2 separate regions of the Hordeum vulgare genome follow, and region 1 is linked to region 2. The links are chromatin contacts, called in public HiChIP or PLAC-seq maps. All regions are on one chromosome and are shown on one strand. The core of a region is the stretch at or near the end of the contact, and the rest is flanking DNA. Distances in the headings are between cores, read along the strand shown.

Evidence for each region. HiChIP or PLAC-seq counts read pairs in DNA pulled down with a chosen protein or histone mark.
Region 1: an H3K4me3 HiChIP or PLAC-seq map of embryo shows a contact between it and region 2, with 7 times the contacts expected there. The contact joins the promoter of LOC123401431 here to the promoter of LOC123406188 in region 2. A contact is called at or near these places in 4 of 6 Hi-C or Micro-C datasets (leaf and seedling) and 1 of 1 datasets of contacts at active chromatin or transcription factors (embryo).

Annotation. Positions count from the first base shown.
Region 1 is chr6H:242,401,952-242,404,814 of MorexV3_pseudomolecules_assembly, forward strand. LOC123401431 (E3 ubiquitin-protein ligase GW2) reads left to right here and starts at 1,321. Exons shown (of 9, transcript XM_045095242.1): 1 at 1,321-1,784. The coding sequence starts at 1,587.
Region 2 is chr6H:241,732,025-241,734,724 of MorexV3_pseudomolecules_assembly, forward strand. LOC123406188 (CLP protease regulatory subunit CLPX3, mitochondrial-like) reads right to left here and starts at 1,280. Exons shown (of 14, transcript XM_045099661.1): 1 at 443-1,280. The coding sequence starts at 1,171.

The DNA of each region.
Region 1 (2,863 bases), core at 71-2,570, 670 kb after region 2:
GAGAAGCAAAAGGAGTACGTCAACCTTGCCCGTGAAGAAGTCCTGGTCCAAAAAAGAGGCATGGGAGGCATGGGTGGCATGGGTGGCTTCAGAGCTACCATGGGCGACATGGGAGGCATGGGTGGCTTCGGAGCTACCATGAGCGGCATGGGAGGCATGGATGGCTTCGGAGTTACCATGGGCGGCATGGGTGGATTCAGAGCTACCATGGGGGCATGGGAGGCATGAGTTTTGCGTCTCTCATGGGAGGCATGGGAGCACCTTCGGGTGACATGGGTGGACGCATGTTTTTCGTTGTATCTCACGTACGTTCGCATGATGCCGTTGAAGATCTTGCCAACACCTTCCGAGCTCCCCATGATGATGTGGCGCGATGATGAAGAAGAGGAGGAAGAAGAACCGGAGGAAGAGGAGGACGAAGATGAGGGGGATGCGGCATGATTGTTGATGTTCCATTTGTTTGTGTGAATTTTTATGTCATGAACTTGGTTGAGTGATTTTGAACTTGGTTGGATGATGAGATGTGATGTGGCATGTCTTCGAACTTTTATGTCATGATGAAATTGGTTGGATGATTTTAAATCATGCTATGTCTTGTTTTGATGTTTAAAATATCATCATATTGTCAAAAGATGAATATATTGCTAGCGTCGGCTCCTCACGCACGCTGTAGTTTAGCGCGCCTGCTGGAGCGGCTAGTGTGCGCTATTTTTTGCGGCGGCCGCTGGAGCCAACGCCCTCCGGCACACTAAAGATCGTTATTTTGGTGGTGCAAAATGTTTTTAGCGCATGATGATTGCACGACTATTGAAGATGCACGATGACGTTTGGCTTCGTAAACTATACCTTTTGTCAAGCTGGACACTTCGAGCGGACGTGGCAGGCTTGGACAACAGTCCAGCGTGGCCTATAATTCATGTCTTTAAGACATTACAATAGTAATATATGAATACAGATGGTTCATGAAAAAAAAGTAGTTTAAGACATCTATATCGAATATTTCTCTTTAGTACAAGCTGTTATTAGTGGGCATCATTAAGGAATAGAAAAATAAAGACTTCAATACACATGCATCTTTATTTTCCACTTCAACTTTTCAAATTTTTACATCGAATTATATTTCTTTTCCAAACACCCGCCTTTTAATGAGGATTCCGCTACACCATCTAAATCTAGATTTGGTCCTACATAACATACAAGCCATGTCGCGGGTCGACGATCCAGAATCTGCATGCCCCCAGCCCCTACGTGTCACAAATCTCCTTCACATGGAAGATTTTCGAGAGTTGTATATGTCTTGCAGCGCAGCGCAGCGGCAGAGAAGCCGAAGCCTAGTGAGCTGTGTTGTCCTGGAGTGTCGCGTGCGCCCTTCTCTTTTGCTTTGCCTTCCCTTTTCTCCCACCCCGAGGGGAAATGCATTTTTAAAAACAGGGTAATCCCACCTCGCCTCGGCCCTCCCCAAGCCCAGCAACATCGCGTACGCGTGCGTATACCGTATGTATCTACAGTGAGGCGGCGCAGGGCAAGGGTTTCGTCTCCGGCGGCGGCGGCGGCGGAGGGGTGGCAGGAGGTTAGATCTGGGAGGGATGGGGAACAGAATAGGAGGGAGGAGGAAGGCCGGGGTGGAGGAGCGGTACACGAGGCCGCAGGGGCTGTACGAGCACAGGGATATCGACCAGAAGAAGCTACGCAAGCTGATCCTCGAGGCCAAGCTCGCGCCCTGCTACCCGGGGGCTGACGACGCCGCGGGGGCTGACCTGGAGGAGTGTCCCATCTGCTTCCTGGTAACAGATCTTTCTCCTCTCCCCGGTTTCTCCCCCGCCTGCAAATTCCAGATGTTGGTGGTTGTTTGAGTGCCCCGCGTGGTGGCCTACATCTCATTGGGATGGAACGTTTGATGCGTCACTGCGTATTGTTTAGGTTCATTATTAGTGGTTGCATTTGTTCTACCGTAGAGTGCCGCTGCCGTGAGGAGGAGGTGCGTAAGTATTAACGTGATTGTACTCAATGCCTTCTAATTTATGTCTTTGAATCCTACAATTTCACTCAACCTAGGCACGTTTTGCAGTTTAATTGTAATTTTCCTCGTCAAGTAGCACAATTCGTTAACACCTTTTCTTTGCAAAACGTAGTAGCACTTGTGCTAGGTGCCTGTGTCTGCATCAGCCACTCTGCTATAGATCACATGTGGTGTTTGCATTGTCCAAAATGTATTTTAAGTGGCCCTGAGATTTTTATTTCATCACATGCTGTAGGTGAATTCTGTCATTTTTCTGTCTCGGTGGCTGCTATCTTAGGATTGTTTGGATGTCTCTAATTTAGTCCTATTGAAGCACTGCATATGTTGATTATTCTAATTCCGTAGGCTGACCCGGTGGTATTGTTGTCATGCGTTAGTGCAGTAGTGCTTGGCAGTGCTAGTTGTTAGAATCACTAGCTCTCTAGCTGCTGCCCAGGACTCTCTCTAAAGAGATGTCCTTCACACCCACGCACACTAAGAGCTACCTACTAGCAGGAAGCTTTATTAGACATCTCAAGTGCCACAAGCTTCATTTTACATATGGGGCGCCTGCTTCTTATATAGGCTGTAGGGAAGGTGCTACAGTAGCTGACCTACAAGAGCTGCTGGTCTGCTACTACTGGACACAAGGATTATCCTAATACATTTTGCCAAACTCAAATTGACTTATTGTTCTTCCATGCATGCATCTCTTTGGTATATGACAAGATTAATTCTGACAATCTCTCCCTAATCTTGTGATACCAAACTCACTGGTATGGATTGTCTTCTCTTCATTTTAACCTGGGATTGTCTTCGTCTTCTTGTACTGCATGATCATAGCTACATCCCCTTGGAATATTT
Region 2 (2,700 bases), core at 30-2,529:
GGACGACGAGCATGACGATGGCGATGGCGAGGGGCCGAGGGAGGAGCGGGGAAAGGGAAGGAAGAAAAAGGGTCGTGTCATCGACGGACGGGCCAAGGGCGGACAAGGGCTCGTGTAGCGCCCGTCCACGCGTGTTTGTTTGGCCGCTTTGCGGCCCAAACTTGGGCCAGGAATGGATCGAAAGCGGACCGAAAACGGACATTTTTTCGTTTGCTCCCACACGTTGGGCCACGGTTTGTGTCTGTTTACCCTCAAACGGACGCGAACGGACGATTTGGGGTCATGCATTGGAGTTACCCTAACATTTGGATTCAGCATTAAGAACCCAATATTTCCCACGGGCGGACGAAAAACAGCGCAAAATGCCCTCTCTAATATGAACAGTAACTAAAACAAATGAACGGGACCATGACTACAGCAAAGAGTTGTATAGAATCCTCACCTTCTTGGCTCGGTCTTGCCCAATCACATACTTATCGAGGCCCTTCGAAATCTCCTTAGGCGTCGGAAAATCCTTCCCAAGGTTCGACCCGCCCCATCCGTCCTTTCCCCCTCCCTCCTCGGCCCCACCGCCAGCAGCTCCTCCCCCGCCACCGCCTCCGGCTACGCGGACTACGTTAAGGCTAGGGTGGAACGGTGGCCCGGGCGGCACATGCACGGCCACGCCACTACCATCCCCATCGTCGCGCGAAGACGAACTCGCACGGATGGCTTTCCAGGAGGACGGGTCCCTGACACCGTCCGGGGGCAGGTCAGCCCGGACACGGCCGATCTCGACGAAGGTGCCCTGAAGTGGCTCGAGGTGGTTGGGATGGAAGAAGTAGGCGGTGCGGCAGTTGGGACAGAGGTTGAGCGTCTGATAGCCGCCGGCAGCGGCGGGGGCTGAGCGGGGAGCGGCGCGGTGGGAGAAGAGGATGTCCATGTGCTTGGAGCAGCGCGGACAGTGGGCCTCCGCGCGGATGCGCCGCGGCTCCGGCTCGTCGTTAGAGGAGGACGAGGAGGAGCCGCCCCCGGAGGAGGACGAGGGGCCCTCCCACTTGCGCCGATCCTGGAGGAGCCGGTGCGGTGGCGGGACCGCCGCGATGGCAGGGGAGCATTCGGCTGCGGTCAGGGTGGAGGCGGCGCGCGTGGCTGCGGCGGCGAGGCGCCTCCACCGGAGGAGGCCAGACATGGCGGAGGCGAGAAGCGCGTGCGGAGCGGCGGATTGGGGGTGGGGGGGAGTCGACGGAGAGAGAGAGCGAGAATGGGTCGTGTTTCCTGTGGTAGCGGGTGTGGTTATTCCTGCGCTGTTTCCTCGCGTGTTTGTGAGCTTTTTACGTGGTGGGGGCCTGTACATACGTGGACTCCGGCACGGCGAGTCCAGAATCTTACAACCGGATAAGGCTAGTTGTAACGGAGGGTATAATGTAATCTCGTTCCAAAATATAATATAAGACCTTTTAAAAATTTCACTAGGAGACTACATACGAAACAAAATGAGTGAATCTATACTTTAAAATATGTCTATATACATTTGTATATAGTTTATAATGCAATCTCTAAAAGGTCTTATATTTAGGAACGGAGAGAGTACACTATATGATATTATTGTATGATAATGTATCATAATATGATACTCCCTCCGTTTCTAAATATAAGTTTTTATAGAGATTTCACTAGTAAATTACATACGGATGTATATAGACATACTTTAGAATGTATATTCAGTCATTTTGCTTCGTACATAGACCATTAGTGAAATTGCTTAAAAGACTTATATTTAAGAACGGAGGGAGTATTAAATTCTTTCTTTCTTTATTTTATTTTATGTTACCTCATTAAATATGCCTAGTTGGCATGTATAATATTCCCTCCGTTCTTAAATACTCCCTCCGTTTCTAAATATAAGTCTTTAAAGAGATTTCATTAACGGATTACATACGAATGTATATAGACATACTTTAGAGTGTAGATTCACTCATTTTGCTTCGTATGTAGACTCCTAATAAAATATCTTAAAAGACTTATATTTAGGAACGGATGGAGTATAAGTCTTTTTAGAGGTACACTAAAATCTACATACGGATGTATATAGACATCCTTTAGAGTGTATGTTCACTTATTTTATTCCGTGTGTAGTTCATTAGTGAAATCTCTTAAAAGACTTATATTTAGAATTGAGAGAGTACTACTTAGGATGGCCATAGTGGGAGTAACATAGGTAGTATCATGTATTTGGGACTAGCAAACATGCTGATGTGGCAAATAATTAAAAAAAAGAGATGGTTAGAGTAACATTGGTAGATATCATAACATGTAAAATGTTATGTTATTTTGTGTCATGCATGTCAATAAATAAGGTTATATATGATACTAGTTTATGATACTATGCATTATGAAGGTAGTATCATACAATAGTATCATATGCATTGTACTACTTTATGATACCCCCACTATGATCAGCCTTATGATACTCCCATTACGATCAGGCTAAGGTGAGTGATACGTCTCCAACGTATCTACTTTTCCAAACTCTTGTACCCTTGTTTTGGACTATATTTTGCATGATTTGAATGGAACTAACCTGGACTGACGCTGTTTTCAGCAGAATTGCCTTGGTGTTATTTTTGTGCATAAATCAAAGTTCTCCAAACGCCCTGAAAATTTACGGGGAGCAGTTTTGGAAAATATCAAAAATACCTGCGCGAGAATCCACCTTAG